Linked DNA regions of Mus musculus: regions 2 and 3 are each linked to region 1. The links are chromatin contacts, called in public HiChIP or PLAC-seq and promoter capture Hi-C maps. All regions are on one chromosome and are shown on one strand. The core of a region is the stretch at or near the end of the contact, and the rest is flanking DNA. Distances in the headings are between cores, read along the strand shown. Region 1 holds the start of Tes (testis derived transcript). Region 2 overlaps Met (met proto-oncogene). Region 3 has its middle 27 kb from the start of Gm25021.

Region 1 (3,688 bases), core at 385-2,884:
GGCCCCAGGCTTATGTCACAACATTTGCTTTATGGCTATTTTAGACAGATTTCCGGGACATCTCTCTGTTAAGCTTTCTGGAAAAGCAGAAATGTTACCAGATCTCATCAGAGTGCATTAACACCCACACTGGGCAGACTCTGTAGACCCAAGTCTGTGGGGTGATTTGGGAAAATGCCTTAGAATACTTTATTCCAATTTAATGTAAAGCAAAAACTATAACAAGCTATTTTGATCATTGTTAGCTGGATACTGAAAACATACACATGTTAAACCAATGCTCTGTTAAGCAGTATTAACAAGTTATCAAGTACAACAGTATATAAAGTGTTGGCTAAAGTGTATTTTGAAGTGCTTTAGTTACCAAATGTCCAGACGTAAAATGAAACATCTCGACCCAAGTATCTGCATTATATGGAGATTTTATTTTTAATATCACGTGCATATAGAGGAAAACATATATACATATGCATATGTAGACGCTGGACTAGGAGATCACCAGATACCTAGCCATCAACAATTTCTATGTAGTAGGAACTGAATAAAATTACTTCGGGCTAGAGAGATGGTTCTGTTGTTAAAAGCTCCTGCTGCTCTTGCAGAGGACTTGATTTCAGTTCCCATCCCCCAAGGCAGGGGCCTCACGGCGGCCTGGAACTCCAACCTCAGAAGATTCTACTTATTCTGGGCTCTAAGTGAACCTGCTCTCAAAAGTAGGCATGCTCACACATAGATGCATAATTAACTCACACCCCCTGTCCCCCCAATTTACTGGGACTCAAGCTCTGTTCCCAATATGTTGTATCTGAGAGGTGCCTGTACTTCGGGGCCTACAGATCCTTGCAAGATGTATGAAGTAAATTAATCCCTAGGGTCCTCCACGCCCCAACAATCCAAGATGAGGTTCTTTCCGCAATAGCTATTGAAAGAAAAGATAGAATGGGTTCTTGGTGGCCCAGGCTTCTGTGAGACCGCAGTTTGAAACTAGACTTCACGAGAAGCAAGAGCAGCTCGCCTTTTTCCCACTTAGTAGGTCCAAAAAGGGAACCCTGTTTCCCAAACAAGGACACCACTTACTTCTGCAGTAGTTGCTGTGAGCCTCCCGTTGCTTTTTAGTGTTGAGTGCTCACAAAACAATATAGTGGTAGTCTTGATGGGCATCAACGATGTGAGAGAAGCTTCCTTGGAAGTGCACAGGACTCTAGAGAAAGCATTGGAGAAATGGACATCTCCACCATTCAATAGTGAAACCAGGGCCCGTGCTCATCTCTGGGATGCCCAAGGAGCTCCATGACTTCTTTTTGTCTCTGAAATCAGCCAAGAAGTTGGTACTGGGAGGGTCACTCACTCCTCTTGGCCTGCTTGAAAAGTCCTCGGACACACAAGTACAACTACCGAAATGTAAAGGTATGGGTCTGCTCTTCAGCTGGAGGAAAGGATGGCCCCACAGAAGTCCAGTGGGTGCAAGGCTTTGAAGAAACTAAGTCGGTGCGCCCAGGGAACTCCGCAGGGCCCCGCCCCTCGCGGCCCCGCCCCTCACCTTGCTAGCGGCACGCTCTGGCTGCGAAGGTGCGTGCGGCGCGCGCTGATTGGCCGCTACCCGGCACTGCCCCGCTGCCATTGGCTGCCAGGGCCTCTTTGTTCCAGGTCCCAGCCGCTGCCGAACCGGGCTGCGGAAGTTCGAGTGCCCATGCTGAGTAGCAGCGGCAGCGGCGCCGGAGTTCCCGCAGCGGAGATCGCGGACGCGGGACTGAGCCCCTCCGACGCCCAGTATGGACCTGGAAACCAAAATGAAGAAGGTGAGTGGGGCGGGCGACGGGCGTGGTCGCCTCACCTGAGCGCGGGAGCTGGTCCGGGTTCCGGGACCAGACCCGGTGGGTGCGGCTGGAGGATGACTCCCCGGACCCCGATCCCTTGGGTGACTGTCGCTGCGGAGCGGGACCCTGCAACTCGCTGTCTCTGCGCCTGAAACTTTTCGGAAAACCTTTCGGCCACGCCTTCCCCCAAGCCCTGGGCGAAGTCTTAGGCGAGGTGGTGGCTGACACCGCTTCCTGCCTGGGGAAGCAGCGCTCTGGGGAGCCTGTGTGATTCAGTGATGTGGCTTTGACATCCTCCTCCCCTGCAGTCTGGCTGCCCCAGGCGCTCTAAAGTGGCTGCTGACTGGTGACACTTCCTTCACACCCGCGCCTGCTGATAACTTCTGAAGTGATGACTTTTGGGGGATGTGTATGTGTTTCACTTATGGCTTGAGTGCCAAAACACTGTCTCCTTCTTGCGGAGTTAATTCTCAAAAGAAAATGCCGTTTGGCAGCCAGGCACAAACAGCGGTCATTGCAGGTGCTCAGCGGCCCCGCCTGCGGAGCACCCTCCTGGCTGCTCCTGGTGTCCAGGCTATAAAGGCCCTACCTGAGGAGCTCCGAGATTAGGTCTCTCAGGTCGCCTGGGAGAAAGAGGTGGGGACCAGACTATGACTCAAAAGAATGCTGACGTCACATTCTATTGTAACTTTCGACCTTAAAGGTCTTGTTCTCGGGAATTGCGCCTGTTTTCTTTCAAGTGAATTTAAGTTAGTTGGTCATTTTTCAAATAAGGAAGGAAGTTGTGCACAGTAAGAAAGCCAAGTTGAGGAAACTTTCTTCTGCGGCTTTGCAGTTGCAGGTTCATCTTCTAAAAGGGAATTTCTATTTTGTGCCAGAATTGAAGGTTTCAAATCGTATGCAAATATATGGTATGAGGTTTAGGAAGCTGTTGATAAATAAAAATTTGAACCTAGGAAACAGTTCCTTGGTCTCTTCTGATTAAAATCAACACTCAGAAGGGAAGGGAAGAACAGGAAATAGAAGATTCTTTCTAGTCTCTTCCTGTTTGATATTTATTCTTTTAACGTGTGTTTTGGTTACCTGTGCTTGCCACTTAGAAAGCAGCGGATGTGCTGTGTAGTCTTCTGTTGATGAACACACACTGAACTTACTGAGTTTTTATATAAGAACGTCTTTAGGTGTTTGTCCCAAATGATAGGTTGTCTTTGTTTGGAAATGCTGTCCTTGAAGGGAGGGAAGGATGAATAAGCAAATGAGAGGATTGTTAAGGTAATGACGCTATTATGCAGGATACTATCTTGGTGGATATATCTTACTCATACCTTTGTCAAACGGCACAGAATGTAGGATAACAAAAGTGAACTGTAGTGAGGAACCTGAACTTGGGAAACAGCGATAAGCCGCTGTGTCTCTTAAATGACCGCCTCCGAACCCTGGTGTTGTAGATCGTGAGGGGGCCAGGCTGGACATGTGTTGTCAAAGACCATGGGGGAAGCTTCATGCCTCTGCTCAGCTTTGCTGTGAACCTAAAAACCTTTTTTTTAAGTTCTCTAATCAAAACAAAACACAATCTTTGAGACAAGAGACAATAATTTTCAGAAAAAAGTCCAAACTTAAGAATTTCGAGGTTTCGAGCTGGGCGTGGTGGCACACGCCTTTAGTCCCAGCACTGGGGGGGTGGGGGGGTGGGGGGGGCAGAGGCAGGCAGATTTCTGAGTTCGAGGCCAGCCTGGTCTACAAAGTGAGTTCCAGGACAGCCAGGGCTATACAGAGAAACCCTGTCTCAAACAACAACAACAACAACAACAACAAAGAATTACATGGTTTACAAGGGTTTAAAAAAAATGTGCAGATATTTACAAGCAGTT
Region 2 (3,688 bases), core at 558-3,057, 440 kb after region 1:
ACCTGTATGTGACACTTTTCTTCATGTGGCAGTGAGTGAGTGGAGATGGCAGTAAATGGCCAAGTCACTCCAGTGGACAAGATGTCCTGATAATTCATGAAATATGATGTGACCTGTGAATACAAATGAAGGCAATGTCTAAATTTTATGATTTGATCTTAAAAGACTACTCTGGAGTGATAAAGTTAACTCTTCCACAAAGCTTAAAACAGTACAAAATGTGTTCTATCTTTAGTATATTTTGTTTGGGGCAAACAAAAGCCAAGTATCCAATCTACTAATAATCACAGCCATCTCATGGCCTTTTGTCTTAAGCATAAGCTGCTGTGTTTCACTTTAACTTTTTTAACTGACTTGGAGCCATTAGAGCACATTATTTTCTACTTAACAAAAAATATCAGAAGGTGTAATGCCCTGGTGGGAGTTTACCATTTGAAAAATATATTCAGCCGGGTGTGGTGGTGCACACCTTTAAACCCAGCACTCGGGAGGCAGAGGCAGAGGCAGAGGCAGAGGCAGGCGGATTTCTAAGTTCGAGGCCAGCCTGGTCTACAAAGTGAGTTCCAGGACAGCCAGAGCTACACAGAGAAACACCAAAAAAAAAAAGAAAGAAAGAAAGAGAGAGAGAGAGAGAGAGAGAGAGAGAGAGAGAGAGAGAGAGACAGAGAGACAGAGAGACAGAGAAAGAAAGAAAGAAAGAAAGAAAGAAAGAAAGAAAGAAAGAAAGAAAGAAAGAAAGAAAGAAAGAAAGAAAGAAAAATATAAATATATTCTGTTATGCAAAATTGTCGGTGCATTTGAATAGGGCTTGGTGTAAAGTAGGTAATGTGTGCGTGGCTAGAAGCTGCAGACCTCATTTCAGCTAGGCTCATTCACTGACTCACAGCCTACCACACCATCAGCTTCTTTGGAAGTTGGTCTCTGCTGGGCTGGATTATTTCTTCCTTGGCTCCCTGCCTCTCTTTGTGTCAACACTCAGTATTTGCGAAGACATTCTTTTTTCTTCTGCACATGAAAAGGGTTCTCCCATTACTCATGAGTCCTGTGACAAAGAATCACGCAACTCAGAGGACACACAAATAAGCCCTTTGGAAGCCCTCAGTATTATGAACATCAATAGAAGTTAAGGCAATGTGATGCTGAGGTGGCCCAAATCCCGTCGTCCTTCTGTATCTGCAGAGTGTATCTACCCTTCACAATTACATCCCTTTTTACTGTGTTTCCTGCTCATGAGGATCATGTGGCTGAGAGGCCAAGTGGAAGCCAAGTGCTCCCAGGCCTCACGCACATCTTATGAGCACCTCCTGAATGCCCAAGTTTGGGCCCTCCAACCAGGGCCATCTTTGTGTTACCAGTCCTTTCATCTCTGGTGCCCTTACACTAAACTTTTATGTCTCCCATTAAGTTAATCATCTTCATCTGCTGATCTGTTTAATCACACAGATATCTAAGTGAGGGAAGGTCTCAGAAGGGAGGCACTTGCCAGGCTTTGCTACCAAGGCATTATAGATCACAGACAATACATCGTGTCAACTTGTTCTTAGAGGGCTCTAAAACAATCTATGCATTTGAACGTGAAAGAAAGAGCATACAAATCACAGGCGTATACAATCTGGGTAAATTTTACTCAAGTATTTTTATGAATAAATTGTAGATAGTGTTTTCATCATCTGCATAAACTACAAAGATTTGAAGTGCAGGTGTAAAAATAGTCTGCAGGATCCAAAGAAACACTCACCGTTCTCTGTGTTTGTCTGTTCACTGTTGTTTGGCCAACAACAAAGTGATGTTTGCCAAGGGAATAGGAGGCATTTAATCTTCAGAGTTTGTTCCTGTGCCTACAAGTCAGGGAGGTCATTGGCTTGCCCCTTCCTGCAGCCTGTAATTACAGGCAGAGGACTATTTATTTTCCAGAAAAGTGACCAACTCTTGAATGTAATAAGACTGCTTATAAGAGCAAGTGGATGTAAGAAATATATACAATTTTGGAAAAGACAATGGGAAAGTGAAACTATTGTCTTCATGTTTTCAATAATATGAGGTAGTCTGAGTCTCTAGAAATGACCTAAAGTACAGTACAAAAGGTGAACCTCAGGTCACGTTAGGTAGTCCCAGACCTTAACATTGTGAATTATTATGGGAAGTTTACAATAGGGTAGAATATGTCTGGTAATTCATTAAGTTAGAAAGTAATTAGTGGCTCCACCATCATAGTAAACAAGAAGCAATAATTATATTAGTAAGAATGATTTAGAAATATTTCTACTTTGGAAAAGAGCAGTTACGTTGGGTTAGCTGGAGACACTGTGGGGAAAAAATAGCACCATTTCTTGCTCTCCAATATTTTTAAGATTAATTATTATAAAAGCAGTGACTCCGGGTAGAGTTGGGTATGTAACATACAACTTCAATTCCACTATCGTCCCAATATAGATAGCTAGAACTATCCATAGGGGTTTAAAACCACACTATGTAAGTGGAAGTTTAACGATAGTAGGTGAACCTTATGATCTATGTGGCAAAGCCAAAAGTTCTAAGTTGTTGACATGTACAAAGAGAACTTAAACATATGCCAGCCTTAAAGGTGGTGTCACATTGTGGTAAATTGTGACAATTTTTCCACCTACTAAAAACAAAGTTTCCTATTGACAATTGAAACAAAACAAGAGCAATCCATCACATTTTCCTAGGATCTAGGGTAGAGAAAGTGCCGGCCACTGGTGTCATTGTGACCCTAGTGAAAAGACAACAGTCTAACTGAGTGTATCTCAGCTCATGAAGAGAAGAGGTGTCAGCCATTTGGGACGTGAACACCTGCATTTTCTTAGGTAAATACTGCTTTTATTTCAAAGCTTTCCCTGGGTTGTGGTCCATGGAAGCAGAACTCTCAGAGCCTTATCTAATGCTCTGTGTGTTAGAGGTTCAAGAAATAATTAAGACAGTTGAATTTTCCATTTTGTCTGTAATATATAAAAAATATCTCTCAGAGTGAATGGATGGATAATTACTTCAATAATGAAGATAGTATAGCTTCATTTTACCTTTCTTGCCTTAGCACAGTTTTTATTTTCTACTCTGAGCTACAGGCAAATCACAAAATAAATTGCACTATTGTTTGCTTAAGGCTCTCTTTCCTTCAAACCTTATTCCTGTCTGTCAACCTCAGCCCAGTTCCCCAATAGCTCAGGAAAACCTCCACTGGGATTAAGTAATCATTTACACAACCTCTCATTCATTAACCCATGTTGACATTCTCCTTCTCTAGCCCAGCCTCGCTTAAGGATTCCTTAAGCACCTTATCCAGCAGCTGGGGTGGGTGCAAACAACGCCTATTTAATCAAGAAATTGAATATTTCCAAGGAATCGTTTGGCCTGCCTCAGCCTTCTTCATGACCACAATTGCCTTCTATTTCATCTTCAAAGTAAAATCTGGATTCTTCCCTAGTAAACGTGTACTTTTAAAATCCTTCATTTATTTCTGCGTATTCATAAAGCAGAAATAGAAAATATTATTGCTTCTAAAAAAAATCTTTTAGTGTGCTAAAAATGATGCCAGTAAGAGAAAATGAGAGCATCCTGGATTTGTTCTCATCTCCACCCAATCTGTTTGTCTCCCGAGTACCAGTGATGTGGTAGTATTTCTTGAAAACAGCGTGTTTTTATAGCTGCAACTTTAGAAATAGTTTGG
Region 3 (3,688 bases), core at 852-3,351, 340 kb after region 1:
CAGGATAATCATTTCATATAATAATATTAGATAGTCCTGCTGATATTTAAAACACATATATACACTGCATGAAGTATCCTTACAACTGTACAGCCCATTGGCCCTGAGAATGTACTAATTTTTTTTTTCAAAAAAAGCAAAAGCATAATAATTTTCATCTTGACGATGACCAGTTATTACTACCATTAGGAACTAATCCATGCACAAAATTATTTTGTGTGGGAAGTGAAAGGAAGAAGCAAAACACATGTCACTTCAGAATAAAGACAAAAAAAATAAGCTATTTCAAAAATTACATTAGAACACAATTATCACTGGTAACTAAAACCAAAAAGAAAAAAAAATGTTAATAGTAATCAGAAAGAAAAAAATAAGTGTCCTTAAAAGACCTTGCCTAGACTTATATGTTAAACCAGTGAGTAGGACAAATAAGAGTGAAATCACTTGCAAATGAGCTCCAATGATCCTGTAGCTATTTATACTCCCACAGGATGACTCAGGGGTGACTCAGTTGTCTGCAATGAGTTCCCTGTATTAACCTGGTCACCCATGAGTTCCCTTAGTTCACAGTGTCAATGCCAGTCCAGTGAGTGTCCTATGATTCTGGTTTTTTTTCTTTAAAAAATTAATTTATTACCTTTATATCTGGATTATTTCCTCCCCTGGCCTCTCCCTTCCACAGTTCTTCCCGCACCCCTCTCCCCTTAACCCCTGAGAGGGTACAGCTCCCTCACCCCCTGTATCTCCCTAACCTTGCACATCAAGTCTCTGTGGGGCTAGGCACATTCTCTCCTACTGAGGCCAGACAAGGCAGTCCAACTAGAGGATGTATTCCACAGACAGGCAACAGCTTTAGGTCCAGTTGTTCTGGACCCACATGAAAACCGAGTTGCACATCTACATATCTGCAGGGGACTAGGTTCAGCCCATGAATGCCCTTACGTTGTTTAGTTCAGTCTCTGAGAGCCCCCAAGGATCTAAGTTAGTTGCCACTATTGGTCTTCCCATGGAGTTCCTATCCCAAGTCAGGGCCCTCAATCCTTCCCCCAATTCTTCCACAAAAAGAGCATTCTGTGAGATGAGAAAAAGGACACAGAAGTTCACGAAGATTGTTTGGCCTTATGCTTCTTGGAAATTTCCTGGAAACAAAGACTGTCTCTTGTAGACAACAGAAGGCAGCACAGATGTTCTCTACTCCCTGGACAGTGTGCCTCCTGAAACCGTGCATCATAATATTGCTCATAAACCAATAGCCAGGCATTTCTTAGGGCAGAAGGCCATCTTCTGCTTAAAGGCCTATTTGAAGCTTGTGAACCAAGACACAAAACTAAAGATATGTATTTCTACAAATTAAAAACAAAAACAAAGCAAAACAAAACAAAACAAAACAAACAAACATAAAAAACTACCAAAAACTCAGTACGGTGAAAATAGATTTCTGGAGTTTTATTGGTACAATTCAAAATATACTAAAAGTGATAATTGAGTATATTTTAAATTAAAGATGTGCTAATAACAGTAATGAAATTGTTTTCAGAGAAGTAACAATTATTTGAACTGGGAGGTTCAGAGCTTGATTTCTCTATACTTAAATTAATTATAAATATTTATCTACAGAAAAGCATTGTTAGTTCAATGTTAGGGCCACACAAAGCCTAATGATCAAATTCTGCCTGAAGATCATAGTTTGACTGAGGAATGTCTTACTGATGCCACAGAAACAGTAGAAGTAAGCAACAATAGAAGCTGTACTTTATGGTTTTCCTTAAGTATATTTACATATTTCTATATTTCACATTTCTGTCTACTTTGCCTAGGAATTTGGTGGGGCAGAGACACCTGTTTACCTTGGAAATGAAATGGAATTATTTAATAGAAATTTTAAAAATGGAAAAATAATATATGCTTAGTAATTGAGTACCAATTTTTTTTTCTAGTATGAGGAACATACTGAAGTCAAGATGACTAAGGAAGTTAAATCTTTCTAAAGTTGCTCAAGTTCCATTTACGTGTCAAAAGCCCAGCTTCACTGACGAATACCTTAGTTTTCACTCAGTCACAGGAAGAGAGTGTGTGAACTAGCTTTTGAGGAAGTCCTTGCTAGCTGGTATATGAGCCCATTATTGCCACATTAATGCTGACTAACAGACGTACTCAGATCTCAGTAGCCTACAGCGCTGAGAATTTCCTCATTCTTAGAAGGCTTTACACCAATTGTGGTTTGGTTGGTCTACCCTACTCCAACATATAGAGTGGAGAGGAATTAAGAAATATTCCTCACATCAGTTTCAAGCCTACAGACATACACACACACAATCAAAAATAGATATGTATATAAATAATTTTAAAAGAGAAGAACTCTTTTCTGGTTTCTGCTGCACAATTTTGGCTAGGATTGATTCTCAGAGCCACGTGACTGGGGAGAATTAAAGATGCGTTTTTTTTTTCAATACCTATGGTACGAGGCAGAAAGCACAGGAGGAAGTTGAAATTAGAGACTGGGTGAGCTAATCCACGCAACATGTCATAGCTTTACCCAAGGAGCTCACTACAACATATCTAGACACAAATGGAATGCCTGAGAATCGTGCAGTAAGGAGATTGTTTATCTGGATGTAGTCTGAGTCGGGAAAGGGCTACCTGTTTGAAAAGAAGCCCCACGTTGGCATAGAGCCACCTCCAGCCTGCACTGTGAATATGGGGAAGGGCGGGGAAGGTTTGCATGAGAGATAAGTGCTGCTTCTGCCTACATATGCTCTGGCATGCACAAGTTTCTTGAACTTCCCTGTGAAAGAAGGCAGGCAGTGAAGAGGGCCACAGAGGGACAGAGTGTGAAAGCAGAAAATCTAGATGGAAGTGCTCAGTATTCAGTACCCTTCCTTGAGATTCTAAATTGCTGACCTAGGCTACCGCAGACCTGTGTGACTTCAACCCTGTCACTAAAACAAACAAACAAAAAAACCTGGCAAAACAGCTAATGAATTAAGCTTTGGAGGTAAAAGAAAATCCCAGGCTCAGTAAGCAATCAATGGTCATAGATTTTTCAGTGACTAAGACTAAACTCCCCAACCTCCTAACCCTCTAGGATAAGGTTTATAAACCAAAGAAGTAGCTCTGTTAGTCAAGTTAAGGGGTTAGTGGCAGAATACAGAAGAAGCAGGAAATGATGAGTCAGGGGATTTATTCTCCCTCAGCTCCATGAATACCTGCAATTTGCCAGAAAACAAACAAACAAACAAACAAACAAACATGGTGGCCACTACTGGCATAATGGACCCTCCAAGACCTTCTGCAGAGCTGGTAACCAGGCATCACAGGCAAGATTGTGGCTCTGGACCTTCCTTTCTTCATAAGCATCCTTGATGACCACAGATGTCTGTCCCAGTGGCTCAGCGTCCCCTGCCTTTTAGTCCAACTCTAGAGGACAGTGCAGCAAGAGCCTTCATCGCTACTGGAAATGCCTGGACCTAAGCCAGGGCATGGAGGACAAGAGGTCAAAACAGGGCTTCTATCAAGCAAGACAGAAACCAGGTGTGAGCTTCCCCATTTGTCAACCAATGGATAATATGACCTTTGCAGAAAGGCTTTTATGCTGTATTATTCTGTTTTCCTCTGACAAAGATAAGATCATAATTCAGTGTTTTCTTATATATTTAAGTTACAGTACATATAAATCTCAATTTGTTCC

The links. Promoter capture Hi-C pulls out the DNA fragments that hold promoters and counts their contacts. HiChIP or PLAC-seq counts read pairs in DNA pulled down with a chosen protein or histone mark.
Region 2: a contact with region 1 is called in a promoter capture Hi-C map of liver, with 3 times the contacts expected there. The contact joins the enhancer-like site here to the promoter of Tes in region 1. A contact is called at or near these places in 2 of 39 promoter capture datasets (hippocampal neurons and liver), 2 of 115 datasets of contacts at active chromatin or transcription factors (embryonic forebrain and stem cell-derived neural progenitor cells) and 1 of 9 other capture datasets (adipose tissue).
Region 3: a contact with region 1 is called in a FOXA1 HiChIP or PLAC-seq map of pancreatic cancer cells. The contact joins the enhancer-like site here to the promoter of Tes in region 1. A contact is called at or near these places in 4 of 39 promoter capture datasets (epiblast stem cells, hippocampal neurons, liver and 1 more), 1 of 484 Hi-C or Micro-C datasets (macrophages), 1 of 115 datasets of contacts at active chromatin or transcription factors (pancreatic cancer cells) and 2 of 9 other capture datasets (bone marrow-derived macrophages and liver).

Annotation. Positions count from the first base shown.
Region 1 is chr6:17,063,515-17,067,202 of GRCm38.p6, forward strand. It overlaps Tes (testis derived transcript), which reads left to right and starts at 1,635. Exons shown (of 7, transcript NM_207176.3): 1 at 1,635-1,799. The coding sequence starts at 1,773. It overlaps Gm15473 (predicted gene 15473), which reads right to left and starts at 2,073. Exons shown (of 2, transcript NR_167659.1): 1 at 1,078-2,073.
Region 2 is chr6:17,500,699-17,504,386 of GRCm38.p6, forward strand. All of the region lies in intron 3 of Met (met proto-oncogene), which reads left to right. Among named protein-coding and RNA genes, the nearest start is that of Met, 39 kb to the left of the region's middle. Within about 2 kb of position 1,808, at least 42 of the 459 cell types and tissues checked have an H3K27ac peak or open chromatin away from gene starts, as enhancers often do. A contact at or near this core is called in liver, where this site is marked.
Region 3 is chr6:17,407,785-17,411,472 of GRCm38.p6, forward strand. No RefSeq gene overlaps it. Among named protein-coding and RNA genes, the nearest start is that of Gm25021, 27 kb to the right of the region's middle. Within about 2 kb of position 2,102, at least 100 of the 459 cell types and tissues checked have an H3K27ac peak or open chromatin away from gene starts, as enhancers often do. A contact at or near this core is called in bone marrow-derived macrophages, neutrophils and pancreatic cancer cells, where this site is marked.